Linked DNA regions of Mus musculus: regions 1, 2 and 3 are each linked to region 4. The links are chromatin contacts, called in public Hi-C, HiChIP or PLAC-seq and promoter capture Hi-C maps. All regions are on one chromosome and are shown on one strand. Each heading gives the region's core, a stretch centred on a gene start, on an enhancer-like site or on the middle of the called end of the contact. The rest is flanking DNA. Distances are from core to core; before and after follow the strand shown. Region 1 holds the start of Mat2a (methionine adenosyltransferase II, alpha). Region 2 holds the start of Usp39 (ubiquitin specific peptidase 39). Region 3 overlaps Tcf7l1 (transcription factor 7 like 1 (T cell specific, HMG box)). Region 4 holds the start of Suclg1 (succinate-CoA ligase, GDP-forming, alpha subunit).

The links. Promoter capture Hi-C pulls out the DNA fragments that hold promoters and counts their contacts. Hi-C and Micro-C count contacts between places; a contact is called where the count stands out from the background. HiChIP or PLAC-seq counts read pairs in DNA pulled down with a chosen protein or histone mark.
Region 1: a Hi-C map of cortical neurons shows a contact between it and region 4, with 6 times the contacts expected there. The contact joins the promoter of Mat2a here to the promoter of Suclg1 in region 4. A contact is called at or near these places in 2 of 39 promoter capture datasets (hippocampal neurons and pre-B cells), 3 of 484 Hi-C or Micro-C datasets (cortical neurons, pre-B cells and stem cell-derived neural stem cells) and 2 of 115 datasets of contacts at active chromatin or transcription factors (embryonic forebrain and memory CD8 T cells).
Region 2: a contact with region 4 is called in an H3K27ac HiChIP or PLAC-seq map of microglia, with 7 times the contacts expected there. The contact joins the promoter of Usp39 here to the promoter of Suclg1 in region 4. A contact is called at or near these places in 1 of 39 promoter capture datasets (pre-B cells), 2 of 115 datasets of contacts at active chromatin or transcription factors (microglia and thymic regulatory T cells) and 1 of 9 other capture datasets (adipose tissue).
Region 3: a contact with region 4 is called in a promoter capture Hi-C map of hippocampal neurons, with 2.1 times the contacts expected there. The contact joins the enhancer-like site here to the promoter of Suclg1 in region 4. A contact is called at or near these places in 4 of 39 promoter capture datasets (3T3-L1-derived adipocytes, cranial neural crest, hippocampal neurons and 1 more).

The regions. Positions count from the first base shown.
Region 1 is chr6:72,438,278-72,440,984 of GRCm38.p6, reverse strand. It overlaps Mat2a (methionine adenosyltransferase II, alpha), which reads left to right and starts at 1,429. Exons shown (of 9, transcript NM_145569.5): 1 at 1,429-1,639. The coding sequence starts at 1,549. Particl (promoter of Mat2a antisense radiation induced circulating long non-coding RNA) reads right to left here and starts at 2,302. Exons shown (of 1, transcript NR_046011.1): 1 at 370-2,302.
Region 2 is chr6:72,343,764-72,346,554 of GRCm38.p6, reverse strand. Usp39 (ubiquitin specific peptidase 39) reads left to right here and starts at 1,380. Exons shown (of 13, transcript NM_138592.4): 1 at 1,380-1,670. The coding sequence starts at 1,406.
Region 3 is chr6:72,683,872-72,686,571 of GRCm38.p6, reverse strand. The region is part of intron 3 of Tcf7l1 (transcription factor 7 like 1 (T cell specific, HMG box)); the gene reads left to right. It overlaps Gm31391 (a long non-coding RNA gene), which reads right to left. Exons shown (of 4, transcript XR_003956315.1): 3 at 2,633-2,700. Among named protein-coding and RNA genes, the nearest start is that of Gm31391, 30 kb to the right of the region's middle. Within about 2 kb of position 1,296, at least 40 of the 459 cell types and tissues checked have an H3K27ac peak or open chromatin away from gene starts, as enhancers often do. A contact at or near this core is called in hippocampal neurons, where this site is marked.
Region 4 is chr6:73,247,209-73,249,908 of GRCm38.p6, reverse strand. Suclg1 (succinate-CoA ligase, GDP-forming, alpha subunit) reads right to left here and starts at 1,404. Exons shown (of 9, transcript NM_019879.3): 1 at 1,156-1,404. The coding sequence starts at 1,252. Gm38834 (a long non-coding RNA gene) reads right to left here and starts at 1,146. Exons shown (of 2, transcript XR_869182.3): 1 at 526-1,146.

The sequences.
Region 1 (2,707 bases), core at 180-2,679, 810 kb after region 4:
TGTCCCTTATCTTCTTTGTTCCTAGCATAGCACAGTCTAAGAGCTTCCTTTGTTTCCCACAGTGCCTTTCTCAAACTCCCACCTTTGCACTGGCACACACCCTAGAGGGAAATGCCCCTTGCTTTTCATAGTGTACCTAATTTTCTGAGGCAAGGCAGCTGGCAGCCGGAGGTTGTCATTCAGCCTCACAGTCAAGTGCATCTTATGCTAGGAGCAGGCTGTTCCCTAGCATCATAAAACCCGATGTTCTTGACAAACACTGGTTCTCAAAAGCCACCAGGCTCCTGGCCTGCCCTAAGACTGGACCCAACAGTTGTGTGACACTGGCCTCATAGAGGGTCTCTGCATGCAATTAGCTCCAGACTCCACTCTTTGTCTGTATGGAGTTTTATTTCCCTTTTTTTCCCCGTCTGTTAATTCATTTCATGAGCAAAACTGAGACAACTGCAAAAGTTTAAAAGAGAAAGTGTCATAAAATCGAGGCCATTTGACCTTGACAAGCTCATCTGAAGCACATTTGAAGGCTTGAATAGCGCCCTCCCCTACACACACGAAAGAAGCATTCATATTCTCTCGAACAGATTGGAACGTCCATTTCTTCCTAGGAAGCATGGAAAACCAAGCCATGCAAAGTCAGATTTAGGATAGAAAAGAATCTAGTACCGTCTCAGACTACGGGGGTCCACGAGGCTCGGCGAGGGGGGAGGGGAGGCCGCCGGCAAGTGGCAATTGTTCGGAAAAACAATACAGCATTCCTGCTAGTTGGCTTTACAGCCATTTTCCCCAGAGCAGTTACTCGAGGCATGACTAACGGTAGGGCTAGAACCCCTCACAATCTCTCGTTCCCCGGAGGGAACCGTGTAGGATGGATAAGGGCAGTGCCTATTAGCCTCCGCTGGCCAGTCAACATGGCCACCTTCACATGGCAGAGGGCCACCCGGCGCTGGTGCACGAGGTGGCGAATGGAGGGTGGTGGTGGCAGGAAAGACCCTCGGCGAGAGCCACAGCACAAAACGGCCGCCACCGCCACGGCCGCCGCTGGGAGGCGCGCGCGCCGGCAGACCTCCGTGGGCAACGGTCGGAGGGATGTACCATACCCTCGTACAGGGGAGGCCGTCCTTCAAATCCAAATCCTCTCTTCTCCAGCAATCAACGTGGGGATGGGCGTAAACCCCAAGTCTACTCACTTACATCTCCATTTAACCCACGCCATCAAGATGACTAACTACTGGCAGGAGGCCCGGTTAGCTCTGCTCGCCCCCCCCATCGGTAGAATGGTTCAGCCGGAGCTCGGCTCGGCGGACCTCCCTGCCAACCCCCATCCGCCCGCCCGCGGCGCATTGGCGCGCGACGCCGAGGGGCGGAGCCCGAGCCGGGCGCGCGCGACCCCCTGCTCTATAAATACTGGGCCGCTTCGCCCGCCGCTCCGTTCGCTCCGAGTCTCCAGCCTGCCGAGAGCTGAAGCGATCCTCCCTCTGTGTCTTCCGCAGCCCTCCGCCTCGCCGCCTCTCAGTCTCCTCAGAGTCGCCCTCTCTCACCGCCGCCGCCATGAACGGGCAGCTCAACGGCTTCCACGAGGCGTTCATTGAGGAGGGGACGTTCCTCTTCACTTCCGAGTCTGTAGGGGAAGGTCACCCAGGTGAGCCGACGGGGACTCGGAGGAGGGAAGGGCGGAGGGCAGTGGCGCTGGGGGTGGTCGAGGCCGTCTCCGGCGGCGGTGGGCATGGCAGCGGCCGCGCGCTTCCCTCGTGGCGCCGCGAGTTTGCAATGTGCGGCCCCGCTCCCCTCCCCCTTTCTCCGCTCCTCATCCGGCGGCGCGCCCCGGCATGCGGAAGGTTCCAGAAATCGAGAAGGGCGGGGGCTCGAGGCAGTTTTGAGATCGGCGCGGGGAGGGCACTGCTTCCTCCTCTTTAGTCCCGTCGCCTGGAAAAACCTCAAGTGGGCGACCCCGCCCCGCGTGCTCGCGTCCGGCCGCCGGGAGCGCGCGCCCCGCATTGCAGCGGCTACCACGTGTTCGCCGCATGTGGAATTGGGGCGAAGCGGAGCTGGCGGCCTCTACCCACCCGACCCCTAGTTTGGAAGTGGGGGCTGGTGTCTCCGAAGGTCCCATCTCTAATATCCCTGACTTCCGGCCCCTGGAAAACGCTTAAGAGCATGGGTAGACATGCCCTTTAGCCTTCAAGGTGACAGACTGCCACTGACTAAATATAGCGCGAATTAGAGAAGGCATCCCTTATTTAGAGTGTGCTTGAAAAGGATGAAGTGCATGAATTAAGTGTATACTCCCATCGCGTTAGGTTTCGTTTTAAAGTCTTCCCTTTGGTCTTTTTCCTACAACTAAAGGAGGATTTATTTCATGTTTCCTTAAGGCTTTGTCCACTGAACCGCCATGATGAGATCGGTTATAATGAATCTATTATATGGACTTTGGGTTTCAGATGGAACATAACCATTTAGTAAATACTAATATTCAGTTTGAGCTGTTTCCGTTCGCAGGGGGTCCACAGCAATATTATTACATGGCTTGTGAGGAGCATCTTGATGAGTGATGGTTGAAAGACAAGTGTTGCTGTGGCTCCTCCCACACTCCCCTCAAGGAAAGGAGTATCTCCATATCTATTGAATCACTCCTTAGTACAGCCATTAGATTCCATCTTAAGGTTCTGTGGCTGCAATACACATTTTGGGGTAGTAACAAAAATCAAGG
Region 2 (2,791 bases), core at 131-2,630, 900 kb after region 4:
CCTTTGAGATAGGGCCTCTCACTTAACCTGTAATTCAGCTGACAGCCACCAAGCCCTAGTGGTCCTCCTGTCTCCATTTCCCACATGGCTAGGACTATAGGCATGAGCCCACTGTCAGCTTTTTCCACGGGTGCTGGAGTTTTGGACTCATGCTTGGACAGTAAGCTTTCTCACCAATTGAGCCAATCTCCTCCGTTTGTTTGCTTATTAGTGGACATACTAAAAACATCTGTCTCTGATAGGCAATGAGGCAGACAAGTGCTCACGTAGGTAAGTTTTCCCCACCCATACCCAGTCCCTATTTCAGCCACATTGGAGCTGCACTGCTGGTGTCCAGACCACTTGCTTAACTGACCATGAGAGGAACCAAGGCTTTTGAGGGTCTAATAGTGCATAGCCTTCTCTTGTTTCTTTCCTTCTGGCATGTAGCCTAGGATAGTCTTGAATTAACTATGTAGCTCAGTTGGCCTTAAACTTTGGGATTTGTTTTGCCTGATCCTGAGAGTATAGCTTTCCAAGTTTTCAGTTTAAAATGTAAACATCAGAAACTTATTAGAGCAGTGACAGAATCAAGTGCATCTGCTTGATGGAATTGTTATATTGAAAGTAAAGGAACAGACTGCCTTACCCTAGACGTGAATGAGACCTGGTCAGAAAGAGGAAACACCGACTCATACTTGAACATAAAATTCTAGGAAATGTAGTCACTATTGTGGTTTGGGTGGGATTCCACGTGGGCACAGGACATTTCTGGGGTGAGACAAGTTTCTTCTCTTGAATCTGTAAGTGTTCATACATCGCAATTTAGCAAATTAGACACATCAAACGTGTACTATCTTGTATATCAATTATACTTCGATGGAACTGTTCAAATAGGCAGGGACTAAGGCATGACTCAGTGGTAAGGCTGAATTTGAAGTTTTATTAGCTAAACAATAAATGCGCCTTAGCAGAGTATTTGCAAACTCATTTCAAGAGCCCTTTAAATATGATACTAATTGAAGTTCCCAGGTACAAGCCTGAATGAAGGAGTTAATTTGGGAATACTGACTCCTTTTCCTGTGTAGGTCATCAGTCCCTGATCAGGGGACATCTCTGGATCGTCGTTTCGAGACACAAATTGTCCTGAAGCTATCTCGGGTGGAGTGCTAGCTTCCTTTTCCCTAAAATGAAAGTAGCCTGTGAAAGGTTCCTATTTAAGCCGTGAAGAGATGTTGGACAAGGACACAATATGTTCGAAACTATCTCGGTTGGGCCAGCAGCGCTTATAACGTTTTATAAGCCTGTATTGTCCCTCACAGCGACTCGTAGCGCGCTGCGTTTCTATGAGGCCATCTCGACTTCTGATTGGCTGCTTGCTGCCCGTGCTCGGCGCCGGCGCGGAAGCTCCTAACTGGTGGTGGCGATGTCTAGCCGGTCCAAGCGGCAGTCCCATGGTTCCACCCGCGGGAAGCGTGAGTCCGAGTCTCGTGGCAGCTCGGGTCGCATCAAGAAGGAGCGAGACCGTGAGAAGGAGCCCGAGGCGGCGAGCTCCCGGGGTAGCCCGGTCCGCGTGAAGCGGGAGGCCGAGCCGGCTGCGCGAGAGGTCCCGGCGCCCGCGCTCCCGGTCGTGCGGGTGAAGCGTGAGCGCGAGGCCGATGAAGACTCGGAGCCCGAGCGGGAGGTGCGAGGTGCGCGGGGCCGGGCCGGGCGCGTCCTCTTCCTTCGCCTGCTTTCTTCTTTCTCCTCCTATATTTTTAAAGACGGGTCTCAGGAACTTGAAGTTGTAACCAGAGATGGCCTTAGACTCTTGCTTCCCCTTCTTGAAGTCTGAGATGCCCAGTTTTTGTCTGCTTTTTACTTTTCCTTTCTTCTGCCTCCCTGACCAGGCTTGAATCCAGCAGGCTGGATTGCCTGTCATAATACATCACAGCATCTCCCTATTCACGTATAGCCTACGTGGGTCAGGTGCTCTACTGACGACTGTACAGATGGACCCTTCTCCGTTCCCCCCCACCCCCCACAAATTCCTAAGAGTCAGAGTCATGTTGTAATTTTTGGAATAAGACCATTAGTTGAGTCCCAGTGCACTCAACTCAAGTATTGACTTTGTACTAGTTGAATAGTTTGGAGACACTAATGCTTCTCCTGGGTTTTGCATGGGGGTTGTTCCATGTTGTCTTGTAAAGGATGCTGATGTAATGACCAGCCTTGGGAGACAGATAGTATTATTCCATAGAGCAATAGGTAGGGAGTAAGGTCACAAGAAGATATAATCTTCTTTAAGGGCAGGGATCTTCTGTAAGGCAACCCACTATGAGCACTGGTTCTTTTTCTATTCTATTATGGGACTTAACTCTAGGATCTGGCAAAGATGTCATATAATAGGGTACTGTTATTGCTGTAGTAGACTCTTTGTTTTAGTCTGTGATCATGTGGCTTCTGTCAGCATCCATGAAGCTGTGTCAAGCTAACACATTAGGGTTAACTTTAGTTAGAGTTAACACATTAGGATTAACTCTCAGAACCAATACAGTTCTTGTACTAATAGTAGATTTAAGGATATTCAGCTTATCTTAGTACTTGTGATATATTTCATGATACTTTTCCTGCCCATTTGATATTTATTTATTTATTTATTTGCTTATTTAGGCAGGCTCTTACTAAGTAGCCCTGGCTGTCTTGGAACTTTGTCGGTAGGCCTCAAACTCAGAGATTTCACCTAGCCTACTCACTCAAGGGCTAGGATTAATGTACACCACCAATGCCTGGCATTTATTTATGTGTATGCATGTACCATGGTGTATGTGTG
Region 3 (2,700 bases), core at 47-2,546, 560 kb after region 4:
AAACCTATAATTCCAGCACTTGGAAAGTAGAAGCAAGAGAATCAAGAGTTCAAGACCAACCTGGGCTATATGAAAGCCTTCTCTAAAAAACAAACTGGGGTGGTGGTATACACCTGTGACCACAGCACACGGTGCACAGATTTCGGTGAATTTAAGGCCAGCCTGCTCTAGAACGTTGCAGGACAGTCAGGGCTATCTAATGAGACCAAACAAAGCAAAACAATTTGAAAACCTAACATGTAACAATCAGGCTCTTCCAGTGACTTATTTTCAAATCAAGACTAGTTATATATTTATAAGTCACTAGACATCTTGTGATTTAGAGAGCCTGTTCACTTCTTCCCAACAATGTGTAAGGCAGGTGTATCCCAATGTGACCTTAGGAAACCTCTTAGGTTAGTGGTGACATCTCTTGGTTATCTGGAAGTGCTTCTCAGTGCTTGGTTGCATGGGAGGTTGCTCAAGGAATTGCAGATTGGAGCCTCAATTTCCACCCCTCCCATTTCTTTCTATCTATCTATCTATCTATCTATCTATCTATCTATCTATCCATCTGCTTATGTGTATATGGGTGTTTTGACAGCATATATGTCTGTGCACTTTGTAATGCGTGCCTAGTTCAGTTTCAGATTCTCTGGGACTATTTACAGACAGTTGTGAGCTGCTATGGAGGTGTTGAGAATTGGATCTTGGTCCTCTGGAAGAACAGCCTGTGCTCTTAACCACTTACGAGATGCTCAGACCACTGGTTGATGGTGCATGCTGTGCATAGCAGGGTGTAAAGCCAGGTAACCCAGTTTCTCAGTGTAAGAGGAGCAGGACCTGCAGAGGCTGTTTCCATGGACCCCAGATTTTCCTAGCCTCTCCCAGACAGCTGCGGAGCATTTACATTTGCAGAGGAGAAAATGGTGAACTTCTGACAACATTTGTTTAGCTGATTCTGATTGTTGCTGGGGAACACCACACACACACACACACACACACACACACACACACACACACACACACACACACACACACACACAAACCCCTTTGGGGATTTGGAGAAGAGGATTTCAGCCAGCCCCAGCCCCCGTTCCTCCAAGTACCAAGATCACTAGCACTGTGCTTGCCATTCTCCAAAAATGTGCACAGACATGGCTGATCCGCCCACGCTGGCCTTTCCGATAACAGAAGCAGCCCAGCCAGAAATGAGTGGTTGGTCCAGAATAAACCCACCCAGGGTGGCAGTCAGTTCTTTGCAGCCCCTGTTCAGACCTAGCCCGAGGACAGACATTTCCTTTAACTGTCTCGAGTGAGAGCTGGCCTGGGCTTCTTCCAGCAGCCCCTGGCTCCCCTACCCGCCCCTGCGATATGTGGGCGCTACATAAATACTTGTTGACTGACTTGATTCATTCCCTGGAAAAGCAAAAACCAAAGGAAGTCGGGCAAAGGGAAGTGGATTCAACTCTCTCTTAGGTATCAGAAGGAAAGGCCAGGCCTGATGTCCGACTGCTGGTGGGATATGACTGCTTTCTTCCCTTAAGAAATAAGAAATAAAAACATTATTCACTGTGATGTCCACTGTGTCTCTGGGGGCTGAAGGCACAGAGTTTCTCAGAGATGTGTAGTATGTTCATGGGTGTGGTTCTAAGTAGACACCAATGGTCAACGTCCATTGTCTTACACACACTCTCTGCCTTTAGAGACAGGGTTTCTCCTTGAACCCAGAGCTCCAGGGATCCCTCTGTCACTGATTCCCTGCTACCGTACTCTCGTCCCCACCCCAACTAAGGTTACAGCCTTTCCTGGGTGCTAGGTCCGTCAGAGCCATCTCCAAACCACCAACAATTTCTACCTGTTAGACTGCTTAAAAGGCTTAAAAGAATTGCCACACCAGCACCCCCCACCCACTCACAGTGAGCGTGAAGGACACCCCCATCCCCCCACTCACACACACACACTGAGCATGCAGGACACCTGGAGTGCCCTGCCCCCTTCAGTGCATGTTCTGGCCTCATTCTTTGTTTTGCCACTTGTCAGGGTGAGAGGTGAGACCTCTGAGGGTCTGTTTTGGCAGCAACCTAGCTTTGATGGACTGAGGGGTTGGCTCTTGAGTTGTTCGGCTATGAGCCTCTAAGGATATTTCTTCAAACATCTGTAGTACTTCTTGCTGTTCCATGGTTGTGTTCCATGGCTGGGCTCCAAGGCTGGGCTCACTCCACTCAGCCGCTTTTCTCCATGTAGCCCTGGCTGCCCTGGAACTCACTCTGTAGACCAGGCTGGCCTCAAACTCACAGAGGTCCACCTGCCTCTGCCTTCTGAGTCCTGGGATCACCATGCCTGATGTTGGGCGGCTCCTCTTCTCGTCTGTTGAGCTGCCCTCTGAACCCAAATAACTTTTGTTGCCACCAAGTACCCTTTCTAGCACAAAGCCTCCATAAAAATTCATTTGGTCTCAAAGTTTGAACTTGGGTTTTCACCCTTTTGTGGGGTAGTAAGCCTATGGACTCTTGGGGGTGCTGGCAGCCCCCTTGGTCCTCTATCTGCAAATATCAGTTCTCATTTGTGACCATGAGTACTTCACACACACACACACACACACACACACACACACACGAACGCATCCACAAACACATGTGCGCATACATACCTGTTTCTATATCTTTGAAGAAGATGATAACATTTGTACTGTGTCACATGGACTGAGAGAGCTTGCAG
Region 4 (2,700 bases), core at 155-2,654:
ATGTCACAAAGAAAAGAGTGTTACATGAGTGTCTATTTCTGAGCAGTAAACTGACTCACTTATTCTACACAATGAAACCAAACCACTCATTACTTCTTAACATCTCCTAGATCTGGATAAACCTGACAACCAATCACTCATCACAGTTTTAATCGGCAATCATTTCTCCTGTTAGTGATAGGCAGGACAATGCTCTGCTTCACAAACCAAGCTATTACTTGAGAGATGTTTGTTTGTTTGTTTGTTTAGTAGGCTTTTGTTTGTTTCATTTCGTTTTGTTTTCAAGACAGGGTTTCTCTGTGTAACAGCTGTGGCTCTCTTGGGACTCATTTTGTAGACCAGGCTGGCCTCGAACTCACAAAGACCCGCATACCTGCCTCTGCCTCCCAAATGCAGGAATTAAATGTGTGGGCCACCACATCCATCGAGAAATCACTTTTTAAAAAAAGACTATTATACACATACGAATGATTGGCCAGACTTCAAAAACGACATGACCGGTTCCCAAGCTGTTTCCTATCGTACCTAACACAGAGACTTTGAACGCAGCACTACTTTTCAAGAGTCAGCATTGCAGGATAGCAACCCTGGGAGATTGGTTCTCAGAAACTGAGGTGTTCATTGGAGTCTCGTAAAGAGCGACACATCATTGGTCAGCTTCCAAGCTCCTACGGGGCCACGTTGACTCTGGGTGCAGAAACCACCTTTCCGTTGGCCCTACCACTTCAACAGAACGGTCAACTCCAAGTGCAGAATCTTTCGGGACAAATTACAACCTCTTCAACCCGGGGGCTCACACTCCCAGCAGAGTTCATCCTGGACCTCTTTAGCCTTGGCTCCAAGTAAGGGCCAGCCCAGAGGCCACCTCCACCTCACCCCCCCCCCCCCGCCTCCACACACACACACCCCGTCACCGAGGGAACTAGGATATTGTTGCCGTGTCTGCAGGGCGCCCTGCGAAGTGCATCGGCCGATCCACGACCCCATCGGACAAAGCCCCCTCCACCCCCGAGGTCTGCCACTGGCGTTTGGACCGGTGGCTCCCTCGCCCCTTCCGAGGGCCCGCCCGGAAGAGCCCGGACACCGCCGGGGCCAGAATCAGGAACCCGAGGTCTACGCAAGCATGGAGGACAGAGCCGGGCCGGCACGACTCACGGAGGAAGGTGCGCGACAACAGGCGGGCGGCGGCGAGGCCGCTGCTGCTGGAGACCATGGTTGCAGTGGCAGCCGCAGCAACTACTGTTGCGGTCATCCCCCAATGACACTCTCAGGACCCCGGGACCTTGGCATGGGCTCAGGCTCGCGCAGAAAGGTGTCTAGAGGAGTAGCCTGAATATCTTACGCTCCTCGGAGTCTCTTCTCAAACAGTGAACGTTACAAGTGGAAAAGAACAAGAAGGATGACGTTTGAAAAGCAAACAATAGCTCTGTTCTTTAGTAGATGTGGGCTTGGGTAACCATAAACATAACGGCAATGTGTGGGACAGCCCATGAGAGGCCCGGCCGGCGCGTGGTGTTGTGGGAAATGTATTTTTTTTCCGAGTAAGCAGCGTGCTGAAAGGGAAGGGGTTGGAAGCGATTTAAACTCCGGCGTGGGCGCCCAGGAAAAGCCGTGACAAACGCTGAGGGGAGGCGCCGGCAGCAATGCTATGTGCCAGACCGTGATCCTGCACTTTGTTTTTTTCTGACCTGTTACAGAGAAGATTGTACTCCTCTTGTCCTCCCTGTACGGTTCCGGAAATTATCCGCACTAGTGGCCGGCAAAAGAAAAAAGGAAAAGTGACCAAATACTTAAAATTAAAAAGCCCCTTAGCTGACAGTTTCCTGAAGCAGGAATCTCTTTATTAAACAAACTGGCGCACTGCCTTCGACTAATGCTAATTATTTACTAATGCTAATTATGCCTCTTTCTAAAATCCTAAGGACTACAACTCGAGATCAAATAGGATTTGTGCCCAATTGGAACAAATTATTCACTCCACTCTTTTAAAACCTTAGCAAGTCCTTGAGCCAAAGCACCACGTTTCTTGTCTAAAACCGCGTTCCTAAGATTCCTTATCAGTATAATCAATAAAGTTATTTTAGCTCAGTAAGGTCGTCATTATAATTCGCACCATTCTCATGTGTACTTGTCTTGTAGATCCTGCCCTTGTGGTAAAGTTAAATATCAGTGCTTTCCAAATAGGTCCAGTGTGAACATTTTTTTAAAGATTTATTTATTTACTTATTATGTACAGTGTTCTGTCTGCAGTATGTCTGTGAGCCAGAAGAGGGCACCAGATCTCATTACACTTGGTTGTGAGCCACCATGTGGTGGCTGGGAATTGAACTCATGGACCTCTGAAAGAACAACCAGTGTTCTTAACCTCTGAGCCATCTCTCCAGCCCGCGAACAATGGTTTTAAGGAGGAAATTTTTCACTGAATCTTTACTTAATAATTAAGCATTTTGTTTCATTTATTTAACAAAATGTGTAATACATAGTATATATAACATATAGTATAGATTGTAAATATGTGTGTGTGTACACTATATTGACAACATTATGCTGATTGGACCAAGTGAGTAGTGGATAGCAGCCAGTTTGAATTCATGGGTAACACGTAAATTCAACCAAAATTCAAGAACCTTCTAACTCAGTGAAATTCTTAGGAGTGCAGTGGTTTGGGGCATGCAGAGCTATCCTTCTATTGTAAAGTTA